Linked DNA regions of Mus musculus: regions 1 and 3 are each linked to region 2. A link is a contact called in public promoter capture Hi-C data. All regions are on one chromosome and are shown on one strand. Each heading gives the region's core, a stretch centred on a gene start, on an enhancer-like site or on the middle of the called end of the contact. The rest is flanking DNA. Distances are from core to core; before and after follow the strand shown. Region 1 holds the start of Clmp (CXADR-like membrane protein). Region 2 holds the start of Ubash3b (ubiquitin associated and SH3 domain containing, B). Region 3 holds the start of Bsx (brain specific homeobox).

Evidence for each region. Promoter capture Hi-C pulls out the DNA fragments that hold promoters and counts their contacts.
Region 1: a promoter capture Hi-C map of liver shows a contact between it and region 2, with 4 times the contacts expected there. The contact joins the promoter of Clmp here to the promoter of Ubash3b in region 2. A contact is called at or near these places in 6 of 39 promoter capture datasets (cranial neural crest, frontonasal cranial neural crest, hippocampal neurons and 2 more).
Region 3: a promoter capture Hi-C map of embryonic stem cells shows a contact between it and region 2, with 22 read pairs. The contact joins the promoter of Bsx here to the promoter of Ubash3b in region 2. A contact is called at or near these places in 3 of 39 promoter capture datasets (the C10 cell line and embryonic stem cells), 1 of 484 Hi-C or Micro-C datasets (embryonic stem cells), 8 of 115 datasets of contacts at active chromatin or transcription factors (embryonic hindbrain, embryonic stem cells, microglia and 1 more) and 1 of 9 other capture datasets (pancreatic islet).

Annotation. Positions count from the first base shown.
Region 1 is chr9:40,683,999-40,688,596 of GRCm38.p6, reverse strand. It overlaps Clmp (CXADR-like membrane protein), which reads right to left and starts at 2,578. Exons shown (of 7, transcript NM_133733.5): 1 at 2,238-2,578. The coding sequence starts at 2,262.
Region 2 is chr9:41,156,484-41,160,682 of GRCm38.p6, reverse strand. It overlaps Ubash3b (ubiquitin associated and SH3 domain containing, B), which reads left to right and starts at 2,621. Exons shown (of 14, transcript NM_176860.6): 1 at 2,621-3,384. The coding sequence starts at 3,257. Gm35657 (a long non-coding RNA gene) reads right to left here and starts at 2,040. Exons shown (of 8, transcript XR_870644.1): 1 at 1,057-2,040.
Region 3 is chr9:40,872,230-40,876,954 of GRCm38.p6, reverse strand. It overlaps Bsx (brain specific homeobox), which reads right to left and starts at 2,828. Exons shown (of 3, transcript NM_178245.3): 1 at 2,516-2,828; 2 at 465-661. The coding sequence starts at 2,777.

The sequences.
Region 1 (4,598 bases), core at 1,329-3,828, 470 kb after region 2:
GAATTAATCCAGCTGCTTACTTTCCTTATCAAGGAAGTGATTACACCTAGCAAGCACTTAATGAAGAAGAAACAAGGGCTGGAGAGATAGCTCACTTGTTGCTCTTTGCAGAGGACTGGGCTCGGTTCCTTGCACACATCCATACCTCCAAACTACAAACCATTCATAACTCCATTTTTTGGAGGATCTGATGCCCTCCTTAGCCTCCAGGAGCTTCAGGCACATGCACGGTACACATATACACAAGCAGGCAAAACACTCACACATGGAAAGTAAGTACATCTAAAAGTGGAATTAAAAAGCAAATAAAGAAGAAACAGTGAATAAGTATGTCCTCTGATCTCTGCCTCAGTCAGACCCTTTCTCATAAACTGAGAGAATGGCTGCCATCAAGGGTCACATCCAGGCCTACCTACCAGCTGACTCCAACCACTTGAACTAAAGTCACTGTTCATTTTTCATGGCACACCATGTGCAGTCTACCTTCAAATCCCACATCTGTTCATCGTGAGCTTGTGGCTTTGTTGAAGTTACCTGACTTCTGTACACCTTGCTTTCTTCATGTGCAATATGAGTTTAGGCCTACCGGGTATCCAGTAGGGCTGACTCGAAGAGCAGAGGCGTTAATGAACTCATTCACATGAAAGTACTCAGTATAAAAAGGACTCAGAGGCTAGTTGGCTCCAATAAGGTAGTTCTGAGTTTGATTCTACTACACATCTGAGTATTGGTAGCTTAGAGGTGCCTCTGGGAGGCTGACAAAGGTGCCATCTAGCTATGCCAGTTGTGCTGCAACAATTGGCCAATATCTCAAAGAGCTTGGAAAAGAGCCCCTCCCCTTCTCTCCTTGGGCTGTAGCTCTCTCTCTCTCTTTCTATGCCTTAGCAGCTATCAGCCTGGGGGCGGCACACGGGCATGCCAACCAATGTGTAAGTTTTCAGCGACTGTCTACAAGCTGTAGTCACTATGCCAAGTGGCTTTTCAATTCTCCTTCACCTCTGCTGGTTTTTCTGGGTTCCAGCCTCCATCTAATTCATGGAGATACTGGCTCTCAGGCCTGGAAATGCCCGAAAAACGGTCTCATTTTTGGGGGGGGGGGAGCTAAGCAAACAAAGCTCTACATAGGGAGCTGCCCAGAGTCACCTGGCCAGTCAGTTCGGGATCCGCTGGTTACTTCTCTGCCAGCCTCAGGGGGCAACCACGCCTACCCTACTCTGAATGCCTGCTAACTTTGGGGTTTGACTCCAGGTGGACAAGAGCCCTGCTTCTTCACACACACACTTGGACTTTGTTCAGTTGTCTTGCTGCCTTCCAAGGGCCTGGTCCCTCACAGGTTCACAAACCTCCTCCAGCTCTTTCCATGTACCCCTTCTGTGCCCTGGCCCACAAAGCTGCCAGGTCCAGCCCAGGAATGTCAGCCAGCCTGTGTCTTAGGGCACCCCTCCACACCCCCATCCCAGCCTCAGGAGACCCGCCTGGTCCTAAATGAGGACCACCCAGAAGGGCTCTTTCTGCCCCGGAGCCAGGTTCAGGAGGGGCAGAATATGCTTTTCCCTCTGTTGCCTCCTTTGCTGCATTGGTTTCAAGGACTCCAGGCTCCCTTCTCTCAGGCTTGTCTTCACATTCCTGTCCTCCGTTCTCTCTGCTTCTCTGGCTCTTTCTTTCTCTCCTTCCCTGGGTCGCGTTCAGCCTGCATCTTCTGGGGTCACCTGGCTTTTTGGTGCTTCTTTCACCCTGCCCTGTTTCCCTCTATACCCTTCTCTTCTTCCTTCTCTCCTCCCTCTCCCTCCCTCTTCCCCTTCAACACATCTGTTTCTAATCTGAGCGCTCAGAGGCGCCTGTTTGAAACAAAAAGCTCCCCCCACCCTCAAAACCTGGCACAGAAAACCCTGGATGAACCTTCCCTCCCCAGCTCTCCACTTTCCCCTGGTACTCCTGAAACCAAACCACGCGCTTGAAAAGTACCCTCTCCACGAAACGGTTCTCCGCCAAACTCCACCAGGAAACGCCCCCACCCCGTAGCTGGCTGGAGGGCCCAGATGTGTGAGACATTTCGATGGCCGACTGGGCGGTCCTCGGCTGCCAGATGCGCCCCTCGGTGGCGCGGAGGCAGAGACCGAGTGGTTGCCGCACTCCGGGACTGCGGGGACCACGGTGCTGAGGGCGGGTCTCCACCCAAACGCAGGGTGGCGTTTCCCCAGGGCCATCCAAACTCCCGCCCTCCCCAAGGCACTCACCTAGCCAGAGGAAGAAGAGGGACATCCCGATCTCCGGACACGGGCACTTCCCGGCTCAGCGCAGCCTGGCTGCAGGGCGACCGAGCCCAGCCGACGGACCTTCTGTGAGCAGGGCGCGGCGCCTCGGGGTGCGCGCGGGGGGCTGCAGCCATGTGCGGGCGCTGGCCCCGCGCCCGGGTCCCCTGCGCGCTGCGCTCCGGGGGCACCGAGGGCTTCTAGCCCTGGCTCCACCAGCTCGCGCCGGGACGGGGGCCGGGCCCAGGGTTAGGGAGGAGAAGGCGAGGCGGCAAGGAGCTACCGCTTCGTGGAACACTTTTCCCTGTTTGGAAAGAAAACCGACTGGAGAAAGAGGAAAAAAAATGAGCTGGAACCACACGGCTGCCTCCTACCGCAGCCCCTCCCTCCATCCCTCCCCTCGCCCTCCCTTCTCTTCGCTCCCGCCCTCCCTCTCTGCGTTTGGGGTTAGCTGCTGGGGCTGCTTTACCTCCCACCCGGGAGGGAGGGCCGCGGCCCGGGGTGATCGAGGGGGGCGCTCGGTGCCAACTGATGCGGTGCAGGAGAGAATCCGCAGCACTTGGGCCAAGAACCGGTGGATGCGGCCTTTTCAATTCTGTCTTTTTTCTCCTTGATCTCTCTAATCTCTCTGCTCTTTTGTATATTTTTGTCTCTCACAATGCTTTATGCCTCTCTCTCTCTCTCTCTCTCTCTCTCTCTCTCTCTCTCTCTCTCTCTCTCTCCTCCCCCTCCCGAGGATGACTGGGGTGGTGGTAGACAGGGTCGCACTCTGTAGCTCTTTGTTGGTCTGGAAGTCTATGTAGACTAGGCTGGTCTCGAACTCACATAGATATACCTAGTGCTGAGCGCATCACTACACCAGATCTTGTTCCCTTTCTTGCTCTTGTCTCCTCCTTTCTTCCTCTCTCTTCTTGTTTCCCCCAGCCTCTTATTTCTCTTCTCCTTCCAGGTCTGGTTAGGTCGGTATGAAATCACTAGGGGCACCATATAAATAGTTTGTGCAGTACTGGGTTATTAAAACAGTTCTTCAGGCTTCCTTGTTTGGACCCTTTGCGGCTCACATGTGGCCTTTGCATTTGCTATTCATAGTCAAGTGCTGTTAAATCCGCATAGAGCTGAGCCTGCCACTCTCCTAGAGAAGTGGGAATCCAGAGTTCAAGGAAACAGTGATGCCTTAAGCTGAGGCGGGAGGATAGTCAGGAGTTCACATCCACCCTGGGCTATTTAGTGAGTTCCATGACAGCCCGAGCTAAGTGTAACCAGCCTTGCAGGGATAAAGAAGTTAGCGCTAGACACTTGCATCCTTCAGCCTGTCCATCAGACTATTAAAATAATGAATCCCAATAAGCTGGACTCCCCCCCCCCCCGCCCCCAATCTCATGTTGGGAGAAGGAAGAGTCTAATGCCTGGGTCAGCCAGAGAGAAAACTTTTTCCTTGAAAAGAATTTACAATTTGTCAGACCAACTTACTAGAGAGACAGAAGCAGGTGATGGGCAGACCACTTCCTGATTGGGAATCTGTTAGATATGAACTTGGGTTCTACTTAAGCCTTAGTCCAGAACACAGAAGATGGATTGGGGCAGCGGGCCACTGTATCTCTCTCCCTCTTCTCAACGAGGCTGATGAGATTGAATAAATCTCCTTTTTCTGTCCCACGAACACTGCATTGGAGGTGGGCAGAGGGCAAGAGACTGGTGGGCCCCCAGAGGAGAGCCTGGAGCCAGTCGCCCTTGGTGCTTAACCTCCTGTGAGGAAGGACCAGAGAAGAGAAGAGCAGCAGGGGCTGCTCAGGGCTCAAGGGCTCGGAGCTCGTCCTGGCACCTTTCCTGGCACTGCAGAAAAGATCAGTCCTTTGTAGTCCCAGCCTATGGATGTCCCTGGAGGACTGGCTGGGGCTGCTGCCACTCACCTTTAGTCCCACCACCTAGACTGGGGGCTGGGGCCAGAGCCTAATCATAACTCATATGAGCAATTAACAGTCCCCTCAGAGGCTGGCAGGCTGCCCCCCTCCAGCTCCTTTCTGGCTCTCTTAGCCCCTTAGGACTGGCATAGGCCTTCCCAGTTGTACTGAAAGTCAGTCCCATTTCACAGGCGAGAAAAGCAGAGTCTAGGAGAGACTGCACCTCTTACATCGCACCAAAGTGTTGTCAAAAGCCTGAGTTGTTGGGGTTTTAGCATATTAGCTCCAACCCTTCCCCTCCCCCATATTCTTTTCCTTCCCCACATTCTGTCCTGAGAATCCAACCCAGACTCCATGCATGGGCATTCTTATTCTGTTTTAGAGGGAAGGAAACTATCTCTTAGGAGGGTGAAATGTCCTGCTCCAGCTCAGAAATATTAAAATA
Region 2 (4,199 bases), core at 1,372-3,871:
AAGTCCAGGCACTGAGCTGAGGAAGGGTGAGGAGCCAGGCTGGGACTTCTGCAAAAACTGCCCTCAGACAGAACAGAAAGCAGTTTGCCCTGAAGGTGACAGGTTCTCAATAGCGGCCTTTGCTGGCTCCTTGCAACTGTTTTGGGGCCCATCATTTTCTCTGCCCTGCAGTTTTCCAGAGGCAGGGAAAAGCAACTGAAGCAAACTGTCCAGAGAAACAGCTCCAACAAACGGTATCAAGGGGCACAGAAGGCAATCACACAGAGCATGGGAGGCATGGGGAGGGGGGCAGAGGTCTGCAATAAAAACACTTGGAAGGAGGCTGATGCAGGAAGATCTTCAGTGTGAGGTTAACCTGTGCTACACAGGAAGACTGCCACAAACAATAGACAGACAGAAAGAAAGACAGACAGACAGACAGACAGACAGACAGACAGACAGACAGACTCAACTGTCTTATGGTTTGGCATCCTCTTTGTCGTCAAAACAGTAAGTGGTTGTTGGCTTACTATGAAAGCTTATTTTTATCAGACTTATTCATTTTATTTTATGTGTCTTTTGCCCACATACATGTCTGTGTACCACATGCATGTTTGGTGTTCACGGAGGTCAGAAGAGGGCATCGGACTCCGTGGAACTGGAGTTACAGAAGGTTATGAACTATCCTGTAGGAGTTGGGAATTGAACCTGGGTCCTCTGCAAGAGCAACAAATGCTCGAGAGGGATGAGCCATCTTTCCAACACACCCCCTCCCCCAAAGTTGGAATTTAAGAAGAAAACTTGGCGCAGTGAGATGGCTCAGAAGAACACTGAAGATCTGAGTCCCGTCCCTGGGATTCACACAGTAGAGGGAGAGAACTGATTCCGGCAAATTATCTTCTGACTTCCACACCCACACTGCTGTGCTCTTGTAAAGACACACACACACACACACACACACACACACACACACACACAGAATAAAAAAATAAAAAAAATGTAAAAGAAAATATCACAATGTAACTTTAAGCTCTTGCATTGATAGAAAGAAGTTCTTAGCAAGAAGACAGTACATACCTAGGACATGGGTGCAGGTTTCTCAAGAGAGAGTCACTTCAGCATCCGGCCAAAGCACAGACAGAATGAGCCACACATGCACAACCCTAAGGACAGCACCATTATCTAGTGAGGGCTCACTAAACTGGAGCCGCTGTTCTGTGCACAGCTTTGGATGCACAAAGTGCTGCCATAGACAGTATTTTCTCTTGATTGAAATCCAGATCATCTGGCTCAAGCCCAGATATCTGAAAAAAAAAAAAGACTTTAGAATGCTGGGTACTGTCCAGTAGACTTTCCTGAACACATCCCAAGGAGGCTAGTCTATGGATTATGGTTTTCTAAGCTGCTTCCAACCACTGCCTTAGCTAGACATTTCCTCTGCTGGGAAGAAGAAACTCCCCCACCTAGGAAATGTGAATTGCCCTTGGTCTCTTTCATAACACTAGGCAGAAATATGCAAATTCCTACCCAGGCTTCCTCTGTCTCACCTTCCCACTTCCAAATGCCACGGATACTCTGAAGAAACACCAGTGGAGGATGGGAGGTCAGGGGATTAAACTTTCATTTTCTTGGGTGCCTTATAAAGCAACATTTAAAGCTATGGCGAGGGCTTTATCCATCTTGGTCACCCTCCTCCCCCTTCCCTGCACTCTAAGTAGGCAAGCAGGAAAGAGCTTTAGTGCCTGGGGAATCTGGAGCTACCGACTACCCCTGTATAGATGGGACTACGAGGATGTTGGGGGTAGAGGTAACCCATTTGGGGGAAGAGGTGACCTGTTCGGGGCACCACGGGGAGTCAAAGTTCCATCTCTTCACGCTGGAGCTCTTCAGTTTTCCTCTGTCCCTCTGAGCTGAATTTTCTCATCTCTAAAAAAACGAGGCTATACAGGTAGGCATCCTCAAGGGCGCCATAAAAGGCCCATGAGTTAATTCAGCCATTATGCTCAGCACAATCATGGGCACACAAATGGATCCAATAAACATTAGGTATTATCATTGTCGTCATCATCATCATCATCACTCCCCCCGCCCCCACCCCCCCACCCCGAAAGAAGATCTGTGCCTCTTCTATTACACCAAATGGGATTGGTTCTTGATTGAGAACAATGCCTTTGTCTCCAGGTGATCAAGCTTTAACAGGCAACAGCAGTAATGACTTCTGTTCTTTGAGGTGGAGGTTGCTGGTCCTACTGGGGTGGGGGTGGGAGCTCACTTGTGGCTCCTATGCAGCAGGGATCCCGACTCCCGACTCAGAACCCTTTTATAGACAGGGTGCGCACTCACTCATGAAAGTCAGCTCTTTCCATTCGGAAGTGCTATAATTAGTGTCCTTTCTCTGTTCCTTCTCCTTCTAGCTCCTAGCCTTTCATTTCTCTGCTTCCCCTCCCTTTTTTCTTCCCCTTTCTCTTCTCCCTTCCTTCCTGGCCTTTGCCCTCTCAGGTCCTTCCATTTCCAAGAATCAGAGGCCCTTTTCCAGAAGTCGCTGTCCAGTCAGTCACTGAGGGCTGTGAGGTACTCGGCCTACAGTGATGTAACAACTTTGTAACTTTAGCGAGATCAATTTGAAGTGACACCTTTTCCCGGGTCTTATGGCTTAGCCTTCTGGACCTCTCCTCCATCCGTGCAGAGGGTTTCCATTACTGACCTCGCCAATGATCAAATGAAACGTGAAATGGGCTATTCTGAAGCCCGGAGGCCCAGATGGATCGATATGCAAGCCAAGGGCAGAGCTACGGCTCTGCGAATCCAAGCACACTGGCCTACTTCTGGAGACCTTCTGTCTAGAAGCAATTCCTACTATGGCTGGCTGTAATCCAGCCAGCCCAGCTTGGGCCGGCGCGGGCGCTTTAAGAGAGGGGCGGGGCCCGGCGCAGGCAAGGCAGGGCCTGCCCACAAGGCTGCTTTTCCTTTTTGATCCATTCAAAAATTACTCATTGCAAATTCCCGGACAGCTCGGGGAGGAGAAGCTGGTGGGGCGGAGGACAGAGAAGGCTGCAGCGGCGCAACGCTGGGACTCCGGGACCCCGCGGGCTGAGGTCGGACCCGCAGCAGCCACCGGCCCGCGCCGAGCTCCAGTGGCCTCTCCAGGAAGCGTCAGTCTCCGCCCGGAGATCTGGGAGCACCGCCCCCACCGTCCTCCCCGGACCCCCAGTCCCCGGCGCGCGGGCGATGGGCGGCCACTGAGCGGGCACTCGGCACCGCGACCCCAGCCCTCGGCATGGCCGCGCGCGAGGAGCTGTACAGCAAAGTCACCCCGCGCAGGGACCGCCTGCAGCGCCCGGGCACAGTCAAGCATGGGTCGGCGCTGGACGTGCTCCTGTCCATGGGCTTTCCCCGCGCCCGCGCGTAAGTCACCCGCCTGGGCCCCGCGACCCTCGACTTCGCTCCGGCTCGCCATCCTGGCGCTGCCTGAAACCTGCTTAGGGGAACACGATGGGCGCGCTGGCGGCGGGAGTGTCGGGCTAGGGGATTGCTTGGGGATGCTGGACGGCCGGGGTATCAGGTTCGAATCCCGGGTTTCGCTGGTAGCTCTGGGCGGTTCGCGCGCGCTCCCCCAGAGGTCTCTTATATTAAGCCCGGGAGAGGCGGGTCCCTTGGAGGACTTGGATCCCTTATCCATCCAGAGTGGTGAGCTGTTTGGGAGCGGAGGTTAGGGGTCGGTCTACTGGTGGCTGGCGAAAGGCGAGGGGCAGCGGGGCAGGGTGGCCGGCGCCCCCGCTGCAGAGGCTTCCAGCTCCGGATGTCGCTCTTGAGCTCCCGGCTCCCTCCGGAGTGGGAGGAGCGGGAGCGTGGGTGTCGCTGCGTGTTCATTGATAAGAGAGGATGGAATGGGAAGAAGTGATTCCTCCAGGGGACCAGGGTTCTCGTCAGTGGTGACGGCAGCGCAGAAAGCTGTGGGTGCTCAAAAGTATGGGGCGGGGTTGGGGGGGGGGCTGCCCTCCTGCCTCCTCCTTCCTTTCCGAGGGTGGGCAGGTGAAGGGCAAGAGAGCACAGGTGGCTGTAGCTGTAGCCTTCTGGGAAGAGCAGGGTTGCCAGCGACAGCCTGCAACAGTTCTCTGGAGCCGGTGCACACCAGGGCAAGGGGCTGGAACCTCTCCTGATAGAAAGCCGTCGCCTTCTCTGGTTAATTCCTGGCTTGCTTATTTCCTCGGTGGAGACAC
Region 3 (4,725 bases), core at 1,579-4,078, 280 kb after region 2:
GGGGGGTGCAGTGAGGAGGGGTAAGAGGAAAGCCGAGGGGTGGTGTGAACTGGCAGCCCACACACAGGGGTTGACGCAGGAAGATTGGGTTCTGGGCCAGCCTGGGCTACATAGTGATACCCTCTCCTAAACAAAACAAAGAGTAAATTGTTCAAGTTCCTCCACAAACAAGACCCTCTCTAACCCAGCTTGTCACACCCTTAGGATGAAGGGCAGAAGAGAAATAAAAAGAACCATGGTGTGACTTGGAGGTGACAGCCGAATCAAAGTGATTTTCCCTCTCCAGTAGAGCCGGGTAGGTAAGCCTAATGTAAAAATTGGGTATAAATTCTGTCGGATCTTGGAAACATGCTGAAAGGCGAGGAGGGAGGATCATTTGTACTTGATCCTTGTGGAACTACTTCAGAGTTGAGGAGGGAAGAGCAGGACGCAGAATCCGGGGCATCCTCCCGACTCCTGCTCACCTGAGTCTCTGAGAGGCTGAGGGCAGTGGCCAGCTCCACACGCTCTGGCGTCGACAGGTAGCGCTGGATTTCGAACCTTTTCTCCAGGCCGGAGAGCTGCGAGTCAGAAAACACCGTGCGAGCTTTGCGGCGGCGGCAGTGCTTCCCGGGCAACTCCGCGTGCTGCGGGTGCGGGAACAGCGCCGGGACCGGCATCCCTACAGAGACAAGAGCAGTCTGACGGACAGAGCCCGCATTCGGAGGAAGCATCCTCCATCCTCCCGCTCCACTCCATCCCAGCGCCCAGCGTTCCCTCCCTCTCTCCTACTTGCTCCAAAGCTCCTGGAACCCATCTCTCAATAACAGCCGGAAGAGGAGCCACAAAATAGCGCTTGGGGATCTTTTCCTAGAAGGCCATCCCAAAATTCAAATAAAAAACAGCAAAGAAAACAGAAAAGAAAAATAGATAAAAGATCTAGAGGCCCTTTAAAAAAAAAGAAAGAAAAAAGAAAAAATATATCTTTCTGGGGAAACTTCTTCAGAACCTGCGCACACTTCCAGTTATCTGTTAGGCCTTCAAAGTTTGCTTGCAAAAGTCCGAAGTTGGACAAGGATTGTCCACCTGCATCTATCCAGACCCCTACCAACAAACACTGAGTACTGTGCTATGCGGTTAATAACTCAACTCTAAAAAGCACCTTTTTCCTGGTCGTTCTCATCCTTCCATCAACCAAATACAGCGCGAAAAAACGCATATTCCGAGAAACTGTGGCGCTGGCCCGTGACATTTCCTTGTCAGTAGCAGGGTTGCCCTGGAGACCCCACTCCCTAGTCTGATCCTAAACCATTTCTCTCCGACTCCGAGCCCAGCATCAGGAGAGCTGAGCGACTTTTCGCTGGATGCTTCCGTTTCGCGACCCTCTCAGCTTTACCTGGTATATTAGGCGCCCCAAGCATCCGGGCCTCAGACACCAGTATCTGCCAATGCCCAGGAGAGGAAAACGACAATCAAGCATTTCAGCACCATGAATTTTGCCCAACACCAGTACTGGGAAAAGAGTATATTTTCAGGCAGGTGTCAAAGCCAGGGAGCAATGCTGATTTCTCCAGGAGCCTTAAGATCGCGCCTCGTTAACCTAGAGCTTTTGAGCGGGTTTTACTGTCCTAGACTTTCAGCACTTTTTTCCTGGATTTGAGTGCCTGTATTCCATACATCGTCTGCCCCCTTCCCTCAGCCCCCACTAGAACCAGCTTACTACTGTGCTCAGCAACTGAACTAGAAGATTTCTCTGTGTGGCTGGACTGGAAATGCTAGGGAAGAAAGTGTTCGTGCAGACTGAGAGAAACAAATAAAGGAACACAATGCAGACATCCCCCAGCATTTGCAGGCCCAGTCTTACTTTACCAATCCCCACTCATTGTCAAACAGTAAATCTGAAATATTTCAGCGACTCCAGCAACTGGGCCAGAGCAAGGAAGCCAAGCAGACTGCTTATGAGTTAAATGTTGAACACGGGAAGTGAAGGTCATTGGAGAACTGCAGCTCCCTTCTGCCCCGACCCCTTCCTGCCAGTGGCAGACTACCCCCGGCCCTCCCTCACTTCTATGTCTCCTGCAGAATCTGCAAATGTTCCTGACCCAACCTAGCAGAAGAGAGCGGGCCAGGTGAAGCCTTTTCATGCCCCCCACACACACACACACACTGGAAAGTTCAGTGCCATTTCCCTAGGTCAAGATGGTTGAGGAACCCTCCTGACGTGGAGGAAGTTTAGAAGTGGCATTGAGAGATGAGCCAAAGTTGCCTGGAAGAAACACTGCCCACCAGGAATATGATCACATCTATCTACTCCAGCTTCCTCTGGCCAGACACAATCCCTGTCTAGTTATACAAACTGTGAAGTGACCAGAAATTGCTCCCTTCCGTTGGCCTGCTTCAAGGGAGCTCTCAACCATGTCCCTAACCTTCCACTGCTACCGAAGGAGAAGACCACCGGGACTGATATAGTCTCTGCTCTGGGGGATGAAAAAAAAAAAAAGCCCACTCCCTACTCCTAGAGGCCTCTGTTACTTACCTGAGGTGGTCAGGAAATAAGGATGGTGGTGATCTCCCTTATGCAGAGGATGATGAGCGTGAGGGGTGAGGAGGGTGGGTGTGGGCATAAGGGGGTAGCCATAGTCTAGCAAAGGCACCCTAGAGGCCAGAGAGCTGGCAAAGTGGTCAGGGGCCACTTCCCTCAACGGCTTGGGCTTGTGTAGCAGAATGTCCTCGATGAAAAACGACGTGGGCCTCTGAGAAGATGCTGGATGAAGAGGGGAAGTGAAGTTGAGATTCATCTTGCAGAGCGCCTGTCACAGGGCGAGGGCCCGGACAAAGTGCAGGAAGCAAACAGCTTCCCGGCAGGCCTACTCAAGAGCCTGCAGCTGCTCCTGATCGCCCAGGCTCAGATCCCGGCAGCTATACGGACCTGGGCTATCCCCGGCGCTTGTCTTCTTGCCTCTCCAGCGCCGGGGTAGGTTGGTTCTGTGTGTTGGAGAATTGGCAGCTTGGAGAGGGGAGCCCGGCGAACCAATAGGGAGGCTGCAGAGGCAGAGGGGAGGGTGGGGTGGGCTCGGGGCGGGGCGGGGATCTGTCCGCGGTGCTGAATGCGTCTGGCCAAGCAGGGAGTGCTGAGCCCAATGGGTTCCTATACGGTTTCTAGACCCCAGTTTCTACCCCTCTCCTGCAAGCGCTGCCTCCTGTGTTCCGTCTTTTTAAAAGACGGAAAATGATTTTTTTTCACCGTTGTTTAACGACCTGCCTCTTAGAGAGAACACCAAGAGAGTCCCAATAGCCTAGGATTAAAGCACTTAACTCAAGCATTTGAGCCAGTTTGTTGTCTTTTAAAGAGTTTCAGTAATCGAAAGCAAAAGGAAAAGAGAAGTGAAGAAATGAAGATGCACTCTGTCCGCTACACCAAGTTGCTAGAGTTAGATTAAATTGACAACAGGGATGATTGAATTGTTGGGGGAAATAAAGATGACAGGTGGAAGATTCTTTATCGGGAATTTAAGGAGTGGACAGAGGGGGTCTATGTGCATCACAGACTTGGTCATTTTAAATCTGTCCGTAGTCACCTTTCCCTGCCGCCCTCCTGGCTGCTCTTCACTTCAGTCTTACAGTTCTTTGCTATTTCTGCCACATCACCAGTTCCAGCTACAGGGTCCCCATCACTGTGTTAGATTTTATTCCCTCTCTTTTTCCTCTGCCTCTTTCCTTACTCTTCTTTCCAATCTTTTCCTTTTTTTTTCTGTTTGTCTTTTTCTAATCTGTCACATTTATTTCCCTGGAGTCAATTTGCTAAAATTAAGGTGATCATCTACAGCACAGCAGGAGTAATTTGGGCTCGCATCTCTGAAAATTGCTCTAATTATTGATGTTAAATTCGGGGAAATTAAAAGAAGCCACTTCTCTTCCATCTCCTCATTTTTAAGCTCTAATTTGTTGATATCTAGTCGTCATCACAATTCCAATCACTACAGCTAATAGCAAAAGTGTTTTAACAGAGACTGAGTCCTCACAACCCATGCTATTAGATAATTAGCAGAGGTGCTGCGAAGTCAAGTGTTAATCCTCGGGCGCTGCAGTAGGATTTCCATCTGATCTAGCAGGTAGAACAAATTAATTACCAGAATCAATTAGGCCCCAAACTTCAGTGCTCCGGGAAGTGGGAGTGTCCTGTACCACCCGGACACACTGGTAAGCAGATAGGGGGAGGAAACAGAGGAAGGAAGCCTGGCAGCAGCCAGTGAAAGGAGAGCTTGGTAAGGGACCGAGACCACTTAAATGAAGTCAGAAGTGTTCCTCTTTGTCTGGAAGGGGACTTGTGTCTTAAAGTTTGTAATTGTAGGAAGTGAAGGCAGAGGGGAGATGACCTCCGAAAGGAAAGACAGTAGACTCTACAGAAGTTCCCTAACCAGCTTCCTGGTCAAGTCATCGATTTTGGGACTGAGGGAGATAGAAGAAAATGTTGAAGAGGAACTGGGGTGATGGTCCACACATAAAGGAAGTCCACCCACCTCCACTCGAAGCGTGAATGTAGCAAATGGATATCAATCATCCCTACGCAGCAAAAGAATATCAATCTACTCTCTATCTCCAAACACAGGCTGGCAAGCTATAGTGGGGCGGGCCTCTTACAGCGAGACTTTAGTGGGTGTCAGCTTCAGCCCATGTCTAGGTTCCCAGCCACTGTGTAGATCCTCACCCGGCCTCCGGGGGGCAGGCTTTCAGCTTCCTTGGGTC